Regions from separate parts of the Bos taurus genome. Here region 2 is linked to region 1. The links are chromatin contacts, called in public Hi-C maps. All regions are on one chromosome and are shown on one strand. The core of a region is the stretch at or near the end of the contact, and the rest is flanking DNA. Distances in the headings are between cores, read along the strand shown. Region 1 has its middle 38 kb from the start of SYNM. Region 2 overlaps IGF1R (insulin like growth factor 1 receptor).

The links. Hi-C and Micro-C count contacts between places; a contact is called where the count stands out from the background.
Region 2: a contact with region 1 is called in a Hi-C map of an unstated tissue, with 2.4 times the contacts expected there. The contact joins two enhancer-like sites. A contact is called at or near these places in 2 of 11 Hi-C or Micro-C datasets (skeletal muscle and an unstated tissue).

The regions. Positions count from the first base shown.
Region 1 is chr21:7,641,836-7,648,001 of ARS-UCD2.0, forward strand. No RefSeq gene overlaps it. Among named protein-coding and RNA genes, the nearest start is that of SYNM, 38 kb to the left of the region's middle. Within about 2 kb of position 1,971, at least 12 of the 102 cell types and tissues checked have an H3K27ac peak or open chromatin away from gene starts, as enhancers often do.
Region 2 is chr21:7,981,168-7,986,995 of ARS-UCD2.0, forward strand. All of the region lies in intron 2 of IGF1R (insulin like growth factor 1 receptor), which reads left to right. Among named protein-coding and RNA genes, the nearest start is that of PGPEP1L, 180 kb to the right of the region's middle. Within about 2 kb of position 3,449, at least 89 of the 102 cell types and tissues checked have an H3K27ac peak or open chromatin away from gene starts, as enhancers often do.

The DNA.
Region 1 (6,166 bases), core at 721-3,220:
CTCTCAGGGCCAATACTTGGGAGGCGTAGGCATCTGAGGCCACTTGGAGGAAGCAGTCCCCACTGCAGCCCGGGAGCTATGCTGCCTGCCATCCGCGTGGGACGGGAATGTGGATGGGAATTGGGAATGTGTCCCCGTCCCTCCCACTGGTAGGCAGCCAACAGCAGGTGGGCTTGGGTTCGGGCGCAGGGGTGGAGGCCTTCCCACTGCTTCCCTGCCCTGCCGATGATGGAGAAAGGTTGGAGATTAGGAAGCTACCTTCTCCCCTTCTTGCCTGTTACCCTTGGCCTGGGGTGACCATAATTTCACATCAGTAAAGCAGTGGGATCCTTCAAGCTGTTACCAGTGACTTCTCAGCTGACACCAGGCAGATCACTGAAATTTTTTTTGATGATTCAGTCTCTTATCTGTACCGTAGGTGTAATAAAAGCATCTTCAGAGAGTCATGTGTCACATACTTCATTAGCATTTCTAAAAGCCGGTGAGCTTCTTAGGGGGAGAGATGGCTTACCCCACCCTCCACCCCGCACCACTCCATACGACCCCGATCCCCCTACGTGAATGTCTCCATTTTCTGGTAGCAGAATGGGAGAAATGCTTTTGAGAAATGTGCTTTAAAATACTTCACGATGATGCATTAATACTTCACATGACTGTCAGAGTTTCTCACTGCAATTTATCTTTCCATGTGGGTTTCTCCAAACAGAGCTGGCAGATTTTTTTGCTCCCCAGTCCAATCTCAATTCCAATTCCAGCCTTTGTCTGGTTTCTTGCATGTGATCTAAACACATAACCTCACAAACATGGGAACAAATTTGTTTTTAACCAAGTAGGAGAACAGAGGGTCTTCACCGGGTAAGGAAATGTGGATAGCCTAACGTTCTGGAAGAAAAAAACCTTTCTAGAGACTTTTTTTTTTTTCCAGAGTCATCTTCATTAATATTAAAAGACTTTTGCTGCCTCTTTAAGAAATGAAGCTTTATAATATGTCTGTAACTAGTGCAGAACAAATTAATTTATTGCAGGTGGGTTCCTAACAGCAGCCAGGGGAAACTCTTGGTTACACGTCCACCTTTCCAGCAGGTACACTGGGACTGACTCTTTCTCCGGTGGGAATCTGAAGGCAAGACAAGGGCTCATGACCCCAAGAAGAAAGGAGCAAGGTGTTCTCCCATCTCCTCTAGGCACCCACAGAAGCAAAAGACACAGGCATTGGGCACAAGATGAGGATCTGGTTATTCTATATTCTTTTGTTACTCTCCAAATATTCTTGGCCCTACATTTACAAGAGTGGGGGCATTGGGGGGAGGGGTGTGGTAGTTAGGCATGGGGTCCATCCACATGTGCTTCTAAGCCCCTGGTGACCAAGAGTACAGAGGTGGGCCTCAGCCAGCAGGGGTCAAGAGGCCAGCCAACTCTGGGCAATCGTCACTCGTTAGATCATGGCAACCAGCCACTGGGGCTCCCCAAACATTGACTAATGAAAACACAATAGTCCAGTGGCCAACCCAGCTCTGATCGGTCAGATGTCCCCTCTGATTGGTTGGTACCTGTGCCTTCTGGGTTATTCAATATTTTCAAAGTTACCCCGTCCATGGGCAAGGAAGATGCTAACAGGTCCCAGTCATCCATGTGCATGAACTCATTAATCTTCATGCGGTTTCCCTCTATAGGAACTGTTAACATGCCCCATTTCACAGGTGAGGAAACTGAGGCTCCAATGACATCATTTGAGATCAGTTAACCAGCTAGATAGGGAGGATTCTCCTCTGGGAGGCATGATTCCAGGCTGACTCCCTCATCTTTGTGTTCCCTGGCACAGAGGGAGCGCTCAGTAAACAGTTCCTGGGTGAATGAACAAAAGAGTAGATGGCTGAATGGTTGTCCAAGGGCCCACACTACTCCAGTTCATGGTGATGCCTTCTCGGGGAATAAGGGCCCTTTTGATCTTTCATATTTTGCCTCCTCTTCCAGCCCCTGATAACTGAGCAGCCCAGAACAAAGCAGGCTGGCAGGGGAGCCAAGCTCACATAGCGCCCTGCCCTGGGCTAAGAACGATATGCCTCCTTCCCCACCATGGCCTCCACTCAAGCCCCCATCACCCCTGAGGTTCCCATCGCCCTGCCACAAAGGGCGGGGCATCAGCTCTGTCCTCACCAGCTGGTGTCCTGGACCAAGTCTCTGAGTCTCCACTTCCTCATCTGTAAAATGGAACAAATAACGCAGCCTACTGTGCAGACTGGATGAGCCCAGGCTTCCCTGGGGTTTAGCATGGTGATCCTGTTACAATAACTGCAATTACACTCACAGAATGTGTGTAGGGGGTTCCCTGTGCTAGTCTCTCTACTTTTGGGTATTTGGAAGTTTCATACTATTTTTTAAATAAAGGGACCCATACAAGTACCTCAAGGACGCATTAGGACTTGTTCCTAAGGGAAAAGGAGGTGGACACCCCCGAGGGCTCCGGCATGTCTGGAAGGGCTGGAGAGGGTGGTGCATGGAGTCCTGCAGAAAAGCCACTGTTTCCTCTCTGAGCCCAAGAGGTTTACCAAGCTCTCCGCAAACAGAAGTCCTGCCTCGAGGTTCCAAGCTGAATCCACTAAACCAACAATGAAAGCCCCATTGTTGGAAATCCAGAAAAGCGCCAAGAGTGTGATAATGAGAATGTCCTCATTCATCTCTTATCCCGCCTGGATTCATAACGCGTTCTTTCATCCCCACCCACTTGCCCAAGCCACGGCTCTCAGACCCCTCCTCTCAGCGACCCGCAGGACCCCATCATCACCTCCTGCAGGCATGACTTTCTCCTTGGTTCTTTTTTGACCCTAAACATTCACTCCATTTCTGGGCTCTGCCCCATCTCTGCTGGCCCGGATGGCGCTTGACAGGACTTGCAGGAGGCTCTGGGCTGGCGCATAGTGCTCTTCATTCCTTCTGAGGTGATGATAGGATTGGAGTTGGCCCCATGACTTGCCTTGTGACACGGGGTTAGCTATGTAACTTGTTTTTGCTGATAAAACATGAGTGAAGATGAAGCGTGTCACTTCTAGGCAGGAGCTTTAAGAGCCAGCAAACCTCGAGCCAAGCTCTTCGCCTCAGTCATGCAGCTGGCAGCATCAGCTGCAGCTCCTCTGCTGACCTGTGTCCTGGAGTGAGGCTGACTGATGTGGGGCAGAGCCCCCAGACGCCAACAGTGCAGATGAGCACGATTGGGAGATAAATCCTTTTTCTTTTGTGCCCCTGAGGTTTGGGGACTGTTTGTTACCCAGGCGGGACCTGTCCCGAACTGACTGATGCAGACTAGATTTCAAGAGTGGACAGGCGACTGGAAGAAGAGCACAGGTCATGGCTAATGGCTGATGACTGAGCTTCCCCTCCAGGAGCTTGTGAGACACAGCAGCAGAGGTGGAGAGCAGAGAAGCATAGCCTCATGGGGGGGCCTCTTCAATAGCTGTTACCACCCTGGCAGAAAGACCTCAGAGGAGGCAGTGTGGACACTGACTAAACGTGGCCAGGCTGTGAGACAGGCTGGCTCCATTTCATCTTACCTCCACCAGCCGAGGTCACTGTCCCTTCCCTGCCCTTGGGTTCACTCCCAGGCTCACATCAGTCCCCACCCACCCCCACCACCACGCAGGAACTTGCTAATCCTTTAAGATCCCAGATCATGATTGAAACTGTGTTAGCCACTCACTCCTGCCCAACTCTTTGTGACCCCCATGGACTGCAGCCAGGCTCCTCTGTTCATGGGATTCTCCAGGCAAGAATGCTGGAGACGGTTGCCATTCCCTTCTCCAGGGGATCTTCCTGACCCAGGGATTGAACCCAGGTCTCCTGCATTGCAGGCGGGATTCTTTACCATCTGATCCACCAGGGAAGCCTGATTCAAACACATATATTGCACTATTTATCCAAGAGTTAATCCATTCCCCTTCCTACCCATGCCTTCCAACTCTCATGTGGTAATGAATACATAAATTTTCAAATGTTTTTGGTCTGTATTTTTATAAATTCACATAGAGAAAGATGCTGAAACTCTAAGTGTACAATTTAGCAAATTATCAGCAGCCCACATCTCCTATAATTATCACTCAGTTGCCACGCCCTCCACCAGGGGATCTTCCTGATCTAGGGACTGGAGGCACAGATTCTTTACTGGCTGATCCACCTGGAAGCCCTTGGTAAGTTCTTGCAGGCTGCTACATTGTTGTAACTTCCAGCTGAGGCCCAGAGGTCCATGGAGGCTGTATTCCTCATAAATGAGCACAAAACCAGACACATGACTCTCAAAACTGGAAGCCACTTGAGTCTAGGACTGAGCTATTGGATATTAGAGACCTGTAAAGAGGGTCTCTTTGGAGAAGACTGAGCTGACAGTACCCACACCCCCACCCAAGAAGGGGGAAGTGGAGCTGCTTCTTCCTTCCTTTCATCAAGAGAGACGGGCTTCCAAGAGACCACGTGGTGTGCTTGACATGAGTCCCTTGCCATAAAGGGGACCCAGTGGATTGACTGCTCAGGAAATCTTGAGCACAAGAAATCAAACTCTGGTAGGATTGTTTAATTAATGATCTATCCTTGGAAAAACTACCTAGACAAAGGACTAAGTTCAGCACAGTGCCTGGCACACACAGGATGCTCTCTGTCCACCATAGCAGTCTTGGTAATTATTCTTGCCCTTGGACGTGAGGCTTGGTAAAGGGGTAAACCCCTCCAGGAGAAGGTTTCACTGCTTCATGACTGCTTACTGGATAATTTGGGGCTGGGTCTTGGTTCTTGAACTTCCCTGGTGGCTCAGATGGTAAAGTGTCTGCCTGCAATATGGGAGACCCAGGTTCAATCGCCAGGTCGGGACAATCCCCTGGAGAAGGAAATGGCAACCCACTCCAGTACTCTTGCTTGGAAAATTCCATGGATGGAGGAGACTGGTAGGCTACAGTCCATGGGGTTGCAAAGAGTCGGACATGACTGAGAGGCTTCACTCTCATTCTCTCTTAGTTCTTGGAGAGCTGTCATTACAAGCACAGCAGGGGCACTCTGTGAGACCCGAAGGGAACAGATCTAGACATCTCTTCCACAACCCGTCTCTGCCTCTAAACATCTTCCCCCGCCATCTTTGTAAGTTCCATCATTCACCTTCCTTTGGGTATTACCCTAAAAGTTGCTCTTGACCATAGAGCACACAGCACATTGACCTATGGATGGGTTAGTACCCTGGATTGCTCTGGCCTATGGATACCTGCCATTTTCTTTCGGGCTGCCTGGCACCTTACCTCCTTCCTTCTCATGGTGGGGGTGCCCCACCACGGGAACCTCAGTTGACAGAGGACAGGCAGGGCTATGCTGGAGGGAGATTCACCAGCCCACCAGAGCCGAGATTCCTAAATTCTCAGGAGTCTTTTGAGTGTTAAGTGGTTGTCAGATAAAAATCAGTCATGGTGGGAATTTTGACACCACGGAAGTCAGTAAGTTGCCACAGATCAGAGTTTTTCCTACTGGAGAAGAGATTGTTAAAATTTTACCAACCCATCGCTAGGCACAAAGTGCATCACCAAGGCTGAGCCAGCTGATCCCATCTGAGGCTCTGAATCTGGAGAAAGTGATCTGAGATGAAGGGACAAGACAGAACCCCCTTCCTGCAGCAGCCTCTGGCCATAGCACGAGTATCTTCTTGGGGGGTGGCAGTGCCCAGGGAGCCCTGGCATGACCTAACCCAGGTCTTCCTTCTGCCTGATTTCCTTTGTTTCTGCCCAGCTTCCAAGCCTCTTTCCCCTGCCTTCCCATCAATTCCAAGAGTTTTCCTTTCCTGCTAAGTGAACCAGAGTCAGTTCCTCCCAAGGGGTCTGTCAGGTATAGATGGATAATCACCTGTACACAGAGGTCCCCAAAGAAGGAGAAGCAACTTTCATTTATGGAGTACCTACTGTGTGCCAAGCAGCAGCTATCTAACAACTAAATATGCCATTAATTCTGTGGATTGTTCCACTGTCATGAATTCATACCAATCTATTGATAAGTATTCGAACCCCACAATGGGTAAAGTGCCGCCCAACAAACTACGGGACGTACTGACAAAGTTGGACAATCTGTACCGCCCTTCCGGAATTTACAGTTTAGCTGCTGACATTGGTATGTGCTCACGAGGCTGAATATCTGTCTGGACACA
Region 2 (5,828 bases), core at 2,199-4,698, 340 kb after region 1:
CCATGAAGTGTTGGGACCAGATGCCATGATCTTAGTTTTCTGAATGTTGAATTTTAAGCCAGCTTTTTCACTCTACTCTTTCACTTTCATCAAGAGGCTCTTTAGTTCTTTTTCATTTTCTGCCATAAGGGTGGTATCATCTGCGTATCTAAGGTTATTGATATTTCTCCCAGCAGTATTGATTCCAGCTTGTGCTTCATCCAGCTCAGCATTTCATATGATTTACTCTGCATACAAGTTAAATAAGCAGGGCGACAATATACATCCTCGACGCACTCCTTTCCCAATTTTGAACCAGTCTGTTGCTCCATGTCTGGTTCTAACTGTTGCTTCTTGACCAGCATACAGGTTTCTCAGGAGTCAGGTAAGGGTATTCTCATCTCTTGAAGAATTTTCCAGTTTGTTGTAATCTACACAGTCAAAAGCTTTAGCATAGTCAATGAAGCAGTACTAGATATTTTTCTGGAATTCTTTTGATTTTCTATGATCCAGTGGATGTTGGCAATTTGATCTCTGGTTCCTCTGCCTTTTCTCAATCTCTTGTGTGAAAGGCAAAAATAAAAACATTCATATTTGTCAAATACTGTAAGCAAAGTATGGGAAGGCAGATTCTGTGTTGTATCTGACATACTAATATATATATATATATATATTTTCATTTCTGAGCTACAAAGTTATTATCTATGCCAAATTTTTTAAAATTTTTTATTGTGGAAAGTGCTAAGTTTGTCAATAATAGTTTACCCTGTCCCACCATTAATCTGTATTTGTTTGGGAAAGTTATATAATGGATGATACATGTAACATGTTACACAGGGAGCAAAGAGGTACCCCTGGTTCCAGCTGTAGAACCTGGGATTCTCAGGACGACTGGGACTCCTTGGGTTAAGTGGGGCCACAGAGCTTAGTCCTGTCTCCACCTCGTATGGTTCTGTGAGTGTCAGACTGAGGGTTCTGAGGCAAACCCTCCCAGAAACCTCACCTTCCCTTTGCCTGAATGTGCTGCTGAGTGGAGCCTCCTATACTGTCCCTTATGGCGCCCAGAGTTGCTTTGGATCGAGGTACGCTGGAGATGTGGTTGTATATCCAGCAGATGAAAAAGAAGACAGACTATAAAGACAGCAAGTGGGTAATCAGATAGGAAGGATGGTAGTTAAATCTCATGATGAAAATGAAACAGATCTGTGTAATAGTGGCCCGGAGGTGGGCGTGGTGGGCGTAGAAGTGACATTTGAGCAAGAGAGCTGAAAGGGGAGGAGGAGCCCGCCCACAGTCAGACAGAGGCGGGGTCTTAAGGGAGAGGCACTGGGGAAGGACCCTGTGGCGGAGCCAGCTTGAAAGTGGGTGCACTGTCGGGTCTGGAGACCAGAATGGACCGGTCTGTGGACACCTGGTGGGGGAGGAAAGCACTTTGTGGATTTGCCTTTCAGTTCTTGGTTCTTGCGTACACCACGCCAGCTGTCGGACTGTCATTGTGTCCCGGCCAGGCAGAGATGCTCTGGGGGAAGGGGTGGCAGGAGCTGGTGAAAGGTCTGCTCAAGGTAGGGAGCATTTTTTAGGCTGAAGAAGAATTTTCCTCTTCTCGGGAGGGCAGAAAGGGGCCTGAGTGGCAGAGGAGACGGCAGGAACAGCTGCGTGTATGCAGGGAACCACAGAGGGGCAGAATTGCCAGGGCCTCCACCTGGGGGTCGGGGGGATGGGGGTACGTGTCAGCCAGAAGCCAGCTCGGAGAGCACCCTCTGAGTGAGCTGGGGGCGGGGAGAGGCTGAGGACCGCCTGCAGAGGTGCGCAAGTCCAGAGCATGCTTACCGCATGCCTACATCTCCGTTGACACATCAGAAGCCGACACCACTTTTGCCCTCGGGAAGTTCAGTGTCTCCCGAGGCGGCCAGAGCTGCGATCCGAGTCTGCACGCAGTATTGGCCTGGCCATCAGGGGTACCGAGAGGCGCGGGCTGCAGGGGCGGGAAGTGGTGGAGAACAGCGGCCTCTCCCGGGCTGGCAGGGGATAGCGCAGAAGGCAGAAGGAGCAGACTGAGTGAAGGGCGTGAAGGGTGTGTACGGCGGGCACTGGAGCCTGCGACCGGAACCGAGTGCCCCAAGGGAGGTTGGCTGGAAGGAAGGAGGCTGCAGACCTGGGGGCTGGGTCTAGGGTGGAAGGGACAAGGGCACTAACTCCACGCCGCAGGCAGTGGGGGCGAGGCGCTATTGGAGCAGGCGGACAACAGAGGCTGGCAGTCCGTGGAGCTGGGGGGTGGGGGGTGGGGTGATACAGAGGACCCCCAGGTTCACTCTTAAGTTGCATCCTGCAAGGAGCCCTTTGTATCTTTATTTTTAAAGCTCTCCAGCAATCTGGCTGTCTGGCCACGGGTGGCAACATGGCTAACCATGAGAGTGTAGAGTCAGCAGGCAACCAGGTGTCCTTGGAGATCCCGCCTGTGTCCAGCCCCACCCCCCTTCCCTTCTCCATCAGCGCCGGAGGCCTCTCTGTGGACTCTCCCAGGAAGGTAGTGTCTGGAGACCTCTCTGTTGATTGTGCCCCTCCTGGAAGCAGCCCCAGGAGCTGCCGGGCTTGGGGGAGCAGCTCCTCCATGGTGGAAGCTGCCAATTTTCTTGCTGAGGTCCCAGAAGGATGGTGAGGCCAGGAGGAGGAGTGGATTGTGATTCAAGTCAAACTAGATCAGGAGTTACCTTGGCATGCGTGCAATATCCTGGGTGAACTACCCCCTCTATGGAAAATGCAAGTTAACTGTTTATTTCTTGTCAAAGGAGCTTAATACAACATCATCTCAGTTTCTTTTTATATGTATGTTTCCAAACAGGGTCAGCCCTGAGTGAGATCACAGCTCCAAAAACTTGTGATGAAAAGGTCTAACAAGGCGTCTAATTCACCTCTGTGAAGGGCACATTATGTAAGCAAACAATTTTTAGTACCAGGGTTTAAAATCACTTCTGCAGAGACAAAAGTATACACTGTGGAGGGAGCGGGGAGAGGGAGAGTCAAGTGAATCGGCCCTCGCCCGTTCCCTTTTGGGAGTTTTTAAGTTGTACGAAGAAAAAGGAGAGCGAGAATTGTAGAAACAAAACCTTTTTGGTTTTTCCACGGAACAAAAATGATGGGAAGCTGCAAGTCAGCAGTTCTCGCCCAGGGGATCTAAAGGGCGCCCACTCATGTCTGCTTTTCTGGGGGGCCCTCGGCCGTCTTGCCGCCGCTGGTTCCTTTTGTCTCGGGGCCGCCCGGGCTCGGGGCGAGGACCAGGGCAGCGGGCATCCCGCGCCCTCCCCGCCGCGGCGCACCGAGGTTGTTTACTACTTTCTACTCCGAGTGGCACGCCAATCACGAGGACCCGCCCTCCCCGCCGCCCAATCGGCTCGCTGGGAAAGTCCACCGAACCAGGGGCCCGGGCGGCGACTGGCCGGCACGGCCGTCAGTCAAGCGCGCATCCCGCAAGGATGCGGCGGGAGTATTGGGGCAGCGATCAGCAGAGCGGAGGAGGAGTAACCTTCCCCATAAACAAGATGTGCGCCCCCCGCCACCCCCCGCCATAAAACGGGAGTGCGGGCACCGAAGCGTAACCCAGCCCTGGGGCCTCTGCGAAGCCGAGCGAGCGGCGCGCGGAGCCGGGGAATCCCTCCCTCCCTCCCTCCGCTCGGCCTCCCGCCCACCGCCGCAGTTGTAAACACGTTTCCCTCCATGTCTGTTTTCCTTCTCACAGTGGCCATTACAGGCTGCTGTTTACCAGAATCTCACAGGGCACGGACAGCCTTCTGGCCCCCGTCCTCCATTGCCCGCGCCCCCCCTGCCCTCATGCCGGCCTCTTTCTTTTCCCTCCGGCTAATCTTGCAGACTAAAGGAGGCTGGGTTGCCATCAGGCTGGTTTTCATTTGATTCCTGCCCATGTGGGACAAGTCACGCTTTGTCAACATGCACCATTTTCTGCGGAGATCGTGCTTCCTTTTTAAATTGCGTGCTTGGGCTAGACGGATTTTGGTTAGGAACACTGCACACGAAACTGGCGCAGCTCGGGAAGGACTGGGTGGGTTTGACTGTTTGGGGATGCTTGAATGCTATTTTAATAATGCGTTTCCTTCCAAAACGGGTCTTGAATGTTTCACCCACTAGTAGGTTTGAGATCTGATGCTCTACCATCACCAGCAGCACACGCAAGAAAGACAGCATTGTGTTGAGCTCAATGTTTTTGTACCTTCCTCTGTGGTCTGAATCAGGTTTCCCATTTCCAGCTGCACAATGTGGTTGTATTCAGTGAGATAGGGGCGTAGTGGACAGGAATTATTTGTGACAGGGCTGCCTGGAAGATGCGGACTGGAGTTTGCGCGGCCGGGAGCAGCATCACTGTCTGAAGCTTCTCTGTTATGCTACAGAGGCTCCGAGCAGGAAACGCAGGCAGAATGGCAAAATCCAGCATGAGCATGTGGCATTTGGTTCCAAAATGCCCCCCCTTTTTAGGAGCGGCTGTTCCAGATGACATCCAGTCTTGTTTAGCGATTCTTTTCAAAAGAAAGGAAAGTGCTCTATAAAGAGAGCTTGTTTGGGGATATTTTGTGAGAAGCCCCGTCAACAAAAAATAAATGATTTTGAGGTTCTGGTTTGCTGAGTGGAGGTTAGGCCTCCTTCGGGCCTGAATCACAGTCATAAAAAGAGAAGGCTTCTGCTTCTTGGTTTATGGTAACTGCAGAAACGCAGCGGAGCTGTAGCCGTGGGGCAGGACATGTCAGCCCTGCAGCCTGTGTGCTTTGTCAGCAGTGGGGCGTGTGAGGTGCTTACCGGGAATGAAAGGAGGGAAGGATACACTGCAAATATAAATATAAGGAATGGTACGTGGTGGTCGTCATTTGCAAGAGCAGCTTCCAGGCCACTTAAACCCTAGGAGATATGTCCCATTTCAACTTAGCCGTCCTATCCGATTTGGATTTCTTTGCCTGTCTCTCTCCCCCTGCTTTCGCTGTCCCTTTGCACTCCACAACTAGGATAATTTTCCTGAGAGGAGGGGTCTCGGCGCCATGGGTTGGGAGAGGGGCCAGGGCAGAGTTCCGCCCAGCCTTGGGGGCCCTGCGGTTCTGGGTGGCATTGTCGCCCCCCGCGTGAAGTTTCAGAGAGGGCGAAGGCAGGCAGAGAGGCACTGCAGCCTCAGGCAGGGTACTGTCATTCTCTGAGCCCCAGCTTTGGCCCTCCTGAGCTCGCGGGGGGCCATTCCTTTGACCCCTGTGAGCCTCGGTGTCCCCCCGGGGTGAGATGGAAAGCGTGACGCCCTGTGCAGGCTTGTGAGGCCTAGGGAAGCTCCCCAGGAAGGGCGCCTGGCTCCCTCCAGGGCCCCTGGAGGTGCCCTACTGGCCTCTGCTCAACCCTCCTTCTCTCGGCCCCTTCCCGAGGGCCTCCTCCTGGTTCGGAGTGGCACGCTGAGCTCATCTTTTGTTGGCTTTCTCTGTCACCTGCTCTTCCCTGGCCAGGTCAGCCTGTTCGTTTTTCCACGCCAACAGCCTCTCCGTGCCAGTAAGTCACGTCTGAATAACCAAAGCCTGTTTCCCTGCATGAGGACGCCAGGGCAGGCGGGTCCGGGAGCCAAGCGGCTTCTCTTGTTCAGATAGAGCGGGCGGAGCAGGAGAGCCCCGGCGGCTCTGCCGACCTTGGTGGCTGGAGACCGGTTTGGAATCACCTTTAATCTCACCCCAGGGTCAGGTTCCCCAGGGCTTTCCCGCGTGATTGGGCCGGGAGCTCGTGCTGATCTGGCTGTAGCCCTCCCCGCACCGGCCTCCAGACCCCTCAGCGCCCCTGGCTGGGTGTGGCTCCCGAGGCCACTCCTGACCAGC